Regions from separate parts of the Gasterosteus aculeatus genome. Here region 1 is linked to region 2. A link is a contact called in public Hi-C data. All regions are on one chromosome and are shown on one strand. Each heading gives the region's core, a stretch centred on a gene start, on an enhancer-like site or on the middle of the called end of the contact. The rest is flanking DNA. Distances are from core to core; before and after follow the strand shown.

Region 1 (6,407 bases), core at 707-3,206, 140 kb after region 2:
TCCAACGATGATGTCAGAGGTGACAGCTGTTGTCTGGCGTTGCCATGCAGGAGGAAAGAAGAAGAAGAAAAAAACGTGCCACATGTGTTCACGGAACACTAAGTGCTTTGTCTTGTTTCTGCGTGCAGACAATGGGATGATTGACCCCCCCCCTTGACCCTCAGGATGGTTTTCAAACAAGGTGTAGGTACTTGACCGTGATCCTGCGGGACACTGAAATGCCACGCTTCACATTCAGCTTTTGCTATGTGTGCACTGTGCTTCCAGGATGGGGAAACGAAGCCACGGGCTTTGTGGTTCTCGCGGTGAGACCTGCTGCTTTCCTATGTCCGTCATGAGGGTAGAAATTATAGGAGTGAGAAGAAAAAAAAAAAAGAAAAACATGCAGTTGAGTCAGCGCAGCGGTCTTTAAGCAAGCTTATGAATATTTAAGTACGTCAAAGTGAATATCAAGGGCCACCCTATCTGCCTCTCAACTGGGCTGAAATACAGGCAGTCTGTCCTCGTAGGTCGACCTTCTTCACGCCGGCGTCTGTTTGCTGTCACAACAGGGCCGTTCAAAGACACACTGTGTCTGAATAGATTCAACTATCCCACTTCAAATGGATTTCATGATCAATCTCCTGCTTAATTTATTTCTACCTAGGTTATGTGGCCCATTTCCCTCCCTGCAGTGAGACAATTGTATCGTTCAATTTCCCCCGAAATGATTATTTATCCCTCTGCAGCCCCCCCCCTCCTCCTTCTGCTTCTATAAACACAAACAGCGAGACACATTCACATCGCCAGCTATTGATTGTGTCTGAAGCTTTTCATCTTCTCGCCTCGCCAGCGCTCACGACTGCGCCACAGTTATTCTCATCCGTTTGGCTTTCAGCTCGGCCCTTTGGTTCACTGCACTCTCGTGAGCGACCGATCCGCGACCCTTACAGGGTCTCCGTATTTGAAATATCACCTCGAAAGGGCCTAAAACACTTGTCGGTAATATCTCCTCAGCTCAATGCATCGCGATTTGCTGTTGCGCGTCTGGAGCGGTTTATGGTAACATGTTGGCAGGCAATTACATTGCAATGTCTCAGAAAAATACATTAGAACATGAGGTACTATATAAAAGGTTTGAATCCATTCCAGTAGCTGAAGAAGTTGAGAATAATTCTGTGGAGAAGTGCAGAACATTTACAAAATCCTTCATGGGTATAGTGTTACAGTAAGGAGATGTTCGATAGAACAAAAATAGTTCTTGAAGTGATTTTCCTTTTGTCTCTGCTGCTTCATTACGACTACTGGTGTGTGGATCACAGAAAGAATACATGTTTTCGGATTAAAATGCCAAGAATTTAAATATATATTCAAAATGCAAGTTGTCATTTTCAGTGTCCCCCCGGAAGTTCAGCTCTGGCAGGGACTGTTCACACGGCTGCGAATGTGAGCTGCACCCTTTTGCCTTTTGGCTCGCCAGACATATTCTGTCACCTTTTTTTGTTACTCTCTGATCTCCTTTGTAATTGAACTAAAGCCCCTCGCTCCCGCTCCACTTTTCTTCCTACATTATCAAGCCGCCTTGTTATTTGGTTTTACATCGCTACTTGCATCTGAGATCAAGGGCTTCACATCATTGCCTCTGTCAGATGACTAACTAGAAGGAGCTTCTCAGCATGTGCACATACTGCCACCCAGTGGGGTCTTAGTGCATTCAAGCAACAATTGTATCACTCCAAAATAAAAAAGTGAGGGACACACAATATATAACAATTAGAGGGACGTCATTTTTTTGTTCATTGATTTTCAAGATATGCATTAAAAATCAACCATCTATTACAATGATTATATGCAAACATATAGGCTTCGTATGCATACCCATGCATATACAGACCTTATGCATACACACATAAACACAGCATATGCATATACACACATATACATAAACCTAAACATATAAACAAATATACGCACATAAACAGATCCAGATAATAATACAAATAATATTAATAATAAGACACCCACTCCCATTATGCATATACTATGCTAGGGAACATATTATACTGTAATTAATTACTCCAAATCTTTCATTTTATTTAAGACTCTACTCCAAGATGAGATCAATGGTAAATGGACTGTACTTGTTTAGCGCTTTTCTAGTCTTCTGACCACTCAAAGCACTTTAACACTACGTGACATCATTCACCCATTCACACCCATTCATACACTGATGACAGGAGAACCACACACAGTGACACCTGCCCATCAGTAACTACCATCCACACACTGTAGTCACAGCTACAGGAGCAACGTTGGGTTAAGTGTCTTGCCCAAGGACACATCGGCATGCGGGTTAGCCAGGCCTGGAATCGAACCGTCAACCCTCTGATTGGAGGACGACCGTGCTCCCCACTCACCCACTGTCGCCCAGATCTGTTATGTAATCTGTTATGAAGTCTAACGAACCTGGTAGAACCGATCGAGTTCCCAGCTGCCGTGATGCCGCCATGTCAGGAAGGTCTCAGTGTTGGGTTTGGTTTTTGAATCATATTGAAATATTTAAAGTATTCTGTAAACGGGGCTGAGAAACATTCCTAGAAATATTTATACTGTAAAAAATACACACAAATTACTTCACTGCTTTTGGGTTTTTTTTTTTTTTCTTGTTCAGAAACACTTTGTGAACTTTGGAAGGGGTTTTGAACTATTTCGGTCACAGCAAATATTACAAGACACATGCAGCTTCAAAACGTTTAACTTGACTGCTTTTGATGCTGGAACCCTTAGAACCTTAGAACCCTAGAACCCTCAGAGTCTAAGCAAATAACACTAAAGGGAGAATGATCGAGGACTAATGACAAGACCTGAAACTGTGAAACAAGAAAGTTTTATTCCTTGATTTATATAATATATTTTATCTTTAGACTTTTTTATTATATATACATGTTTTTATCTGCAGAGGATTATCCGAACCAGTAGGTGGCAGTAATGCAAAGATCAGCCTGCCTGCCACCAATGGAAACCGAGAAGAAGAATGCTTTTACATAATAACATCTTTATTAACAGAAGAGAGAAAAGTCACCTCTTTACTGCCCGTCATTGTGCTTGCTTTTCTTTTCAAGTCGGACTAACGATTTCATAAACTGTATTTGCGAAGGTTCCATGTAATCTACTGCACTCTGACCACATCCCAGTTTTACATTCGCTTTTATAGTGTGAGGATCTAAAATGGACTTTGCAAAATGTTGCTGTTTCACATCTAGTTTATTTGTTAATCAGAGTGTGACCTAAATTTCTCAATGAAATTCTTCTTTTAAAGATTTTCTAAGCTAAATAATGTCAGATTTTCCATGTATTTCTTTTTGCGTTCAAGAACGCTTTCGAATTACCGCAAACTATTTTTGCAGCATATTCATTCAGCCTCGTCAAAGTGAGGCCATGTCCAGTTGCAGTTGCGCGTCCTGCCGCACCAGGTGGCGCTGTGGCATCGCAGCAGGGCCGATCCCAGCAGTAAAATCAAAGTGCGGTGTGGCGCCAATGGATGTGATTTCACTCACTGCTGAGTACTTAAACAACGGGCATACCTTTCTCATACTGCACACACAATGGCAACTAAATAATAATCGGTGTCGACACACACCACCAACGGCTTGAAACGATTCCCGATGACACTTTGTGGATCCAGCTGACATTTGAGCAACACACCGGGGACTCACTCTGTCTCCTGTAACGTCGACCAATCCATAATAACCCCTGAACCCCCCCCCCTCCCTTCCCCGGCCTTCTATGCCGTCATGTTGCTTCTGGAGCAGCGCCGGACGTGGCTAGAGCTGTCTGACGTCTGCTGAAATTTGTCAGGACAAGAGAAGAGGACAATATGGGTGATCTGCTGCAGTGTAGGTCTGCAGGCCTCTTAGACCCCGTGCAGACGGACTCTAGTTTGCCTGAAAACGGTGAACCCCGTCTCCGCATAGCCCTATCGTGCAGACGAATGCACTGTATCCGCACACTGTATCCGCACTCCCTCGAATCGGGGGTCCAAAGTGAGTAAACTCGAAATCCGATTGCTGTTGGTGTTCGCCTGCACGCTATCCGCATACCTAATCGGATTGCCCCACGTGATTGAATGCGACCTCACGCTGGACCCTTATTAACCCCAATGCGTCACTTCATAACAACGTGCCTGCTGAGTGTGCTAACAAGTCTACAATGCGCACTACGGGAATATCGTCAGTTCTTTTCGTTTGTATGCGGCGCGCATGTCTTATACGCATGCTCCTGTCTTCTCCCTCCGTTTTCTTTAGTTGTCTGTAGCACCTTAAAGCGCCACCAACAGGCGTGGGGGATGTACTACAGCGGAGTCAATCGGATGCACTGGGTTCATGTGCACGCGATTTAAAAAGTGGGTAGGTGGGAAAAATCAACCCGGGTTCAGGCAAACTAGAGTCCGTCTGCACGGGGTCTTAGGAGACCCAGGTAAAGGCTTTATGGCGCTATTTGTGGCGCCCCCGTGGAGGACACAGCCCCACCCCCGCCCCCGCTAAGGAATGATTGTGTCAACAAAGCATTTGATAGTGTATTGCAGCGACTCGGGAATTGGATTGTCTTTTGGCTTTCCTTGTGCCCACCACCACTAATAATGTTGTAGAAGTGTGCTCAGGTTAGTGATAGTGTCAATTGTACTTTAATACAGTACATATTTCTGTTAAGTTTGCACTACTCTGTGTACTGTCATAGATTGCTTTTATCGTATGCATTCAAAATGAAATCCATCTTTGTACTGACAAGAAATGAATATTACCACTCACAATTAGACCTTCAAAAGAGAAAACAAAATACCATATTTTAGCTAAGCGAAGACCTCCTCAGGCTGCCTCATGATTTTATTTAAATGTTCATGCCAGCTTTAGGCACGTCTTATAGCTCCTCTGTGAAATACACACAAATCAAGCTACTTTCTTCCGCTTGAACACTAACATTCCCTTTTCCAGTGCCACAGCTCTGCTCGTCATGCTGCTGCAAGTCCACTGTGTCCACTGGTGCACTGATATCCACACATGGACAAGAGTGATGCGGGAGGGTCATTCACTGTGTGTGCATTCAAAAACATTGCATGAAGCAGATTATTGAATGCAAGTTACCACCGCTTTGTTTTATTCATTGAATTGGCTTCCTTGCAAAAAGAAAATTCAAAAAACGGAGTACTTGATGAAGATGCCGTCACTGTGAAAGATTTCAGCTTTTCAGGAATGAAAGTGCTGGGGGACTCTGACCCAGTGGTGCTTTAAATCAGTTTTCATTGCACCTGTCTCGTGCCCCGGAGAAGCTCTACAAACACACACACATACACACACAAACACATGCATATTTGACAGGTCATCTATCAAGCCCTCAATGAGCTGAGGATCTGGGGAGTTTGGTCAAAATGAGAAATCATTGACTGAAAAACTGAGGTAATTGTCGCCGCTTCTCATTGGATAAGCAGATGATGGCAGATGACTGAGCTACCGGCATTCGGGTCGTGTGGGTGTAGACACGGAATGAGAGGGAAAAATCAGAGAAAGGGGCCAAATGGAGGGATAAAGTGAGGGAGATGGATTTTGGAAATTGTTGTTAATTGCTTTTTCATGATTAACAACATGAAACAAAGCACCGATAAAAAATGAGTTATGGTCAACAAGTCAATGCTGAGTGAACGTGTGTTTTGAGAGTGTGTAATACAGGAGTAATTACCAACACGGCGCACATTCTGTGTGCAGAACAAAGTTTTGACATTTCAAATTTGACATGCGCTTTGTTGCGTTTTATGAAAGCATAAATGTGTGTGTGTGTGTGTGTGTGTGTACCCTGTAATTGAGCCTGCTACAGGCCAATAATGCTTCAAGCATCACCTGGCAGCCATTTTTATTGATCTGATGACGCATGCTGGGAGAACAGAGAGCTTTCAAAGGTCAATGTTTAATATCAGAAGGTCAGTGTGTTAACTCTGTACTATTGTTTGTTTGCATGTGTGCGTGACTATAACTGCTGTATAGTTGTGGTTATTATCTAAATAACAAATGTCCGAGTGCATCGTTGTCCCACGGCCAAGTGTCATTTCACACTTTCCATCCTCCAAGGAAAAAGCTTTGAGCACCGCTGTTATGACATTTATTGATAGCTGGTGCTGTTTCTTTTATGAATCCCTTTGTTCTCTACTGCACAACAGCCAGCAGCACATCCTCAACCATTGGTGTGTGTGTGTCTGTGTGTGTGTGCATGGAGGAGGGGGGTGTATGTTTGAGAATGCACCGTATACACGTAGGTTTTTGTGTATCTTACATGTAGTGTGACAAAAACTAAAGTGGTCCTTTTTCTTTAGACATTAAAAAATCACAAGTTGGAAAACTAATTGTGAAAAACAAAAGCACAACAAAGAATTAAAAATA
Region 2 (6,574 bases), core at 725-3,224:
ATAAACTGACGACCCGGTTCATAAATTAATAAAATGCATTTAGTGTACACCAGAATACAGCCATGATTATGGAACTGTGTAATCAATAAAGTAATGAGAATATTGTAAAACCACTGTAATTTTGAAACTGTAATCAATGTACAGCTATGATTGTATTCAATTTAATGTAATCAACTGAAATGCATGCATACTGATATTGACTGAGAGAAATTCAAAAGTTACATTGAACTCACCAGGAGACCACTCCCAGAGGTGTGGACATTAACTTTCACACCTTTACGGATCTGTATAAATACCTGCAGGCAACCATTATTCTCAAGTTCGCTGGTGGAGACAGCAGACGGGCACTAGGGATGGTCAACACCCTCTCTTCTATTAAATACTTTTGATTTTAACTTTTCGATCCGCGATGTCCTTTGTCCGTCCGGCGTTTCTTCATTTTGAACACAACAGTGCTGACATTGCTGATTAATTAGTTTGCTCTTTGGCTTTTTAACATGCAATAGTTGTTTGCTGGAGAAGTGGAGAATGAGCCCTGAGGTATTTGCATCATGTCAGAAAGACACATCAGCAGGTGGATCTGATTGATTCATTATTGATGAGTTGTAGGTATTACAGGTGTCTTCCACAGACTGGCCTGCTCTGGTCTCACGGATTACATCATTGTAACCGTGAGACCTGAGGACAAAGTTGATACTTCTGGGTTGCTCTTGCTCAGCTAGAGGGGTGGGCTCCACGTGTAGCTTACTGAGGGTAAATCTCTCTCTTCCCGTCCTGTCCTGAGCTGGTATACTATGAGGTCAGAAAACCGCGAAAAGTAGTAAGTAAAAAAAATCACATATGTTAATAAATAATTCTGTTTTTTTTCCAGCCTGCTTTGAAAAAGGTCTACTATGAAAGCAGTTTCGTTGAAGGACCTGCAGGCCCAACTGACTATCTGTGTATGACTGTGTCTGTCCAGGAGAGGGTAGTATTTAACATGAACTGTAGTTATAATTGGAAATGTGGCGCCACAAAACACTTGAAATTGTGACTCATCCTGTCATGTTGCATGGGAACATTGTTAGAAAGTACTGCGTTGTAGGCAAATTCAATATTTATAGTTGGTAATGCTGCTGATCTGATGTCTGAGTCTCAAAATCGGCAGGTCCATGCCCCCCACTATTTAATTACTCTTTTTAGGAAGGGGGGGGGGGGGGGGGGGGGGTTGAACCCACCAAGAGCTTTGATGGGATACACTGTACATAGACAAACATGTGTCTTAAACTTGACTCTTCACTTTACGAGGAGTGTGATACTGTGAGAAGCAAACCAAACCGTAAAGCATAAAGATCTTTTTACTAGTCACTTCTGCCAGTAGATGGCGGCGACAGGCATCAAATAGCAAGTGTCACTTTTAAGCAAAAGCCACATAAAGCACCGGAGTGCTGCAACTCCACAATAACTGTACTCAGAAAAACAGAGGAGATATTTTGTCCTGTTTTAGCTCATCCCAACAAGCATACACGTATCATTATCGGCCTTGCCTTTATTTTGGCCTTCAACCCCTCTTTATCCTAAATCATGATAAAGAAGGAGAACCAGCTGCAAATGGGTCCCTTTTCAACCTTTTAGACGCTTTCTTCTTTTTGTGGCATTGCCTTATAGCGTCTCCCTCATTTTGAAATAAGAACAATATCTGGCTTTGTTTGACAAACAAACAAAGAAATGTACATTTGAGGGGTTTGCAAATTAAGTAATGCGTTTGTAACATGTGATGTATATTCAACTTCCACAAAGAAACCCCAAAAAATAAAAAAAAAGGTTTAAATAATGATTCCTTGAATAAAGTATTTAAGTATTTTGCCTTTGTTTGCCGTATTAATACAAAAGGTGAAATACTTGGTTTCAAATGCTATAAAACTCCTGACCATGCCCCCCCCCCCCCCCCCCCCCTTCGATCCCATTGGGGAAGCAGTGCCTCCTAGTTGGGGCACTTAGCTGAAGTAAACACAGAGGGAGGGGAGTGCGCGCGAGCCGACCACAGCGAAAAGTGTTGCGCGCGGGACGGACTGCCCTTAGCCCGCACGCACCACTCCTCCTGCTCCTCCTCCTCCTCCTCCTCCTCCTCCTCCTCCTCCACCTCCTCCTGCGTCCGAGGGAAGACCCCGAACCTCCGCCGTGATGCGCTCCCACTCATCTCAACCAATGATGTGAAGAAAAAAAAGAGAAGAAAAAAAAATCCGCCAGAAACGATTGTCAGATGTTTCAAACTCATCGTCGCTTCGTTGTACTTGAGTGCCGCCTGTTTTCAACCCCATCATCACCCGGCTTGCAGTCGGGCTCCAGCACAGACATCCACAGGGGTTACCTGGTGTGAGATGCGGCAATGTCCCGAGGATTGTGCCAACGCGTAAACTCTTGCGGCTCCGCATGGATTTTGTCCGCGCTCGTGTTCGCGGTGAACGTGATCGACGTGGACGCGTACAGCTGTCATGAAGTGAGGACCGCTTTCCAGCTGCGGCAGGTCGGCCCCCCGCAGCGCGTACCGGAGACACCTGGCAGAGGTGAGTTTGGCGACCTCAGAGCGGAGAGCGCATGGGGAGGTTACAGTTTAGTTAATGGATCCGCAGGCATTTTATCATCACATTGCATTTTATCTAAAAAAAGAAAGAAAGATGGCATTTCAGCAATCGGGCGTCCCAATGTGTTGAAAAGTAATGGCAATAAACCCAATCAAAAAAACGAAAGTTTTCCATGAATGTCGCCTGTTTATGACTATTCTGTGCGTCTGTGCCGTCATGGAGTGTGATGGTCCTTAAGTAACAAACAGTGAAAGGCCGAGAGACAACATTCCTCCCCGTCTTCCCTTTTGTAATAGTGTCTCTCCTCATCGTTGAGACCTTTTTTTAAAGCATTGACCACAGTATCTGTCTGATGTTGGGTACGGTGTGAGGCCATTCGGGAAGTGTGTGTGTGATACATACTTGTGCCTCCTGATTTCCTCCACAATTCACAGCTTCAGATGCCATCCAGCTGCTTATCATGCAAGCTGGCCGTTTGGAGAGATTACATAATTATTTAGAGGAGAAGCTGCCCAGCGCATTCACAAATTGCTGAGGCAGCGTTTCCAAACGAGAACAAGGCCCCACACAGTGGATTAGGGGTGCAATATTGTGTCTAGACAGGGCAAGTGATTTATCAGTTATCTTCAGATTGACATGCAGAAGTCAGCCTCCATGCACTGGTCAACTCTTTTGGCCCCTTTCGATTTGCGGGATGATTTAGTCCCTAAATTGTACTGTGCAAACTCCCAGAACAGGGCTAGCGTCTGCTGACCGATTGTCTTTTTCTTCAGATTTTTGTTTGAGCGATGCTTGGAAGCAACTTCGAATGCCTTGAAGATTTTGTGGCTTGTGCTTTTCTCCACGCTGAGAAAAAAGTTATATTACAAGAACAAACACATGGTTTCAAATCGGTTTTTGGAGGCAAAATGCATTTTGAGTTGGTTTAGGCTTTGGTACAACTATGCGAGGTTTGCTTTAAAGTATTTTCTGCAAGAGACTGCACACAATCTTAACAAAGGGTATCATACTTCTTCTACGTGGAACCATTTCAATTTTTCATACAATCAAGTCTGAATTATCATTATGATTTTAGCCTTAGTTATTTCCTTTTAAATCTTTTTTAAAACTGCTATGAATCTCATTTTTTCGTTATTGTGAGTCAAAGATTTAAGTGAATCTTTACTGTACACGCACGCCAGTAGATGAGTGCACAGCTATCTGCAGTAGGTGCCGGACCAGAATCCTCGCTGCAAGGGTGTCACATGCAGTTTGGTGGCAGCTTAGGTGTCCCCCTGTCTGAGTCTGCAAGCTTTAACAGGGAGAAGAGCGACAGAGAGCCGGGTGGGAAACATACTTAGAGGTGCATCCAAACCATTCGATATGTTTGTTTAGCGGGGTGTCACTACTAGCAACAGAGGACGTGCGTTTCATTGCACGCTGTAGTTTTGGGTTCTCTCTTAAAGACAATGGAAGTACTTTGGTCTTTTGAGGATGCCAGCGGCCTGCATGACAAGCTTTTACTGTCTGCAGTGCATTGGCAGGAGCTTTTTTATGAGGATCTCACCCTGCAATTGCAGCTGTTGGTTCTTTTTGCTTTTATAATTGACAGTGAGTAAACTGCAGCATTCACAGTATAGTGCAAAGGGGTATGCAATAGTCTTACTTCTTATCCATCTTACTTCTACATGCACCCTCCATCTATATTTGGGACGTTTTTGAAAAATGTGGGTGACAGCTTCCAGATACAAAATGCGGCCCTTCAAACTATTAATTGGCATAGATGTTTTTTGTTTGTTCAAAAGGTGTGGTGAACTGCAGTTTTGTGCGTTCATACTCCACCACGTCTCTGCTGTACCTTCACCTTCACAGCTAATCAAACATTGCTGCAGCTTCAGAACATTTTGGGCTTCCAACACGTTTTTATTTTTATTTGCACTTGCACGTACCTGAGAGGTTGTTTTGGGTCAGGCGCAATCTCGTCTTCAAAGCGCTGACCAATGCAAAGGGGTGTCAGGGTGGGACGTGTGGTGTATTTGTGTGTGTGTGTGTGTGTGTGTGTGTGTACACACACATTTATGCTACTCTGCTTCAGTTCTCAGATCAAATGCCAATAAAAGCGACTTTTGAAATTTGAAGTGGCAAAAGCCCTTTTCACAGTCTGATGTTTGTCTTAGGATACAGTGCTGCGTTTCATTCATTTGTGGTGAACTGATTTCCCACTAAGCGCCAGAAGTGTGGCAGCAGGGAGTTCCAGAGCGAGCCACTTGGATACGATCCTATTCTGCGGAATAGATATTTTATTTAGCATTTTTTTATTGTATGAAAACACGAGTTGCATTACGTAGTGATTGTCCCTTATGGTTAGACTTCTTTACTTAAGCATGTAGGAAACATGTAGCAATAGTTAAATTAAAAAAGAATTCCTACTCCTTTTAATGTTATTTATTTTCAGTTTAATTAGGACTACAACGCAACATTTGCTTTCCAGGCATTAAGTGTTTGTTCTATTGACCGCACCTTTTCAAACAGCCACTTTATCTGCAGGCCAGATTGAGCAGCAGGGAACCTAGATAATCAGACATGCAGTTGCTTATCCTGTGATTATTTTGAAGAGTTATGACCGCTTATATATGGTGGTACACAGCCAAATGCTCCATATTGAGATTACCACAGGGTGCTGATATAGCTCTTTGGAGATCGTTTGGAAAGCAGGCTGCTAGCAGTGCTGTTCACAGACCCACTAATCCTGCAGCTGGCTCCTTAGATAATGTCCTCAGATATGATCAACCTATTTTCCAGCTCGTTTAAAATCTGATTGAACGAGGCTTATGTGATGGCATACGTACCACACACGGAGCATTTAGTTGAACCTATTACTCCGCTGCCCTTCTCTGGTGTGCTCAGTCATTAACAGCTGTTTTAAAGTGAAGGAGAAAGTGTCTTCGGTCTTGAATACAAGGCAAGCAGGGCCATGTGTTAATAACGAGGGTATGTGTTATTGCATGTCACCACATCCTTAACCAGTTACACCATCAAAAGCCTTGGCAAGCTCTCAGAGCAACGTGTTCTTTGATTGGCTGTAGTTATTTTTGATTCCCTTTTTAACGCGGCTCTTCTCAGTGGGGGAGCCGGCACATGATGCAAACACCTACTGTGCGCCACACACACTTAAACATCACTCAGCGCCTGTGTTTTGTTTCCTTGTTGTCATCTCTCAATATCTGTCATGGGCAATTCAGATAAGAACATTGTATTTTGCATAAACTGAAACTTTTAGAGGAATAAACAAAGCAAAATGACCTTCTGTGACAATGTCACACACGATACAGCTTATTGGAGTGACGAGCACCTCGGACGCTCACGCTCCAGCACCCCAGCCTTAAGAGCGTCGCCCCAGTCGGAGGCTGATTACTCTGTCACAGTCGGTTTCTATTCTCTACGCAACATTGCTTGTTGGATTTCAGCCGTATAGTCTACCTTGCTTTTCAGTGGATTGTGTACCCTCGTGGATTGCCACCGTGGATGCGATTTAACGAGGTCATACACTGCCGTCTTCAATACCCCTCTGATTGTATTACCGTTTACAGACGAAGGTTCTGTCACTCCAGGGACAGGAGCCTTACATGAGAAAGGATGACAGATTATTTAAATTTTCTGTGGCCAAGCACCCATCAGATTGCACGCTGCTTGATCAAGTCTGCGTCTGTCCACTTCTCTCTTATGGCCCTGTCTGTCCAACCCGTCTGCCTGGCTTCGGCCCCTGTGTCAATCACCGGAGGCCGTACGGGGTCAGGGAAATCTGGGAAACCTTCCAGTGGCGTTTTAAGGTTGTCCAAAAAAGCAGGTATGCAGCACAGTCCCTTTGAGATGTGTTTTCATTCAACACGGTCCATCCAAAACACTGCAATTCTGTATGGAGTAAATATCCTGTATGTTCAGTGGATCTAGGAACTTCAAATAGGAACTGGCTTCCTGAGGCAGGAGAAGGGCAACTGCATTAATTTCCTACTTTGCAACAAAGTTATTCT

The links. A called contact is a pair of places that touch in the nucleus more often than the background predicts.
Region 1: a contact with region 2 is called in a Hi-C map of skeletal muscle, with 13 times the contacts expected there. The contact joins the enhancer-like site here to the promoter of gpc5c in region 2. A contact is called at or near these places in 3 of 6 Hi-C or Micro-C datasets (skeletal muscle and tail fin).

The regions. Positions count from the first base shown.
Region 1 is chr3:2,555,300-2,561,706 of fGasAcu3.hap1.1, forward strand. No RefSeq gene overlaps it. Among protein-coding and RNA genes, the nearest start is that of LOC120816070, 8.0 kb to the right of the region's middle. Within about 2 kb of position 1,957, at least 2 of the 9 cell types and tissues checked have open chromatin away from gene starts, as enhancers often do.
Region 2 is chr3:2,411,152-2,417,725 of fGasAcu3.hap1.1, forward strand. gpc5c (glypican 5c) reads left to right here and starts at 1,975. Exons shown (of 9, transcript XM_040171824.2): 1 at 1,975-2,546. The coding sequence starts at 2,369.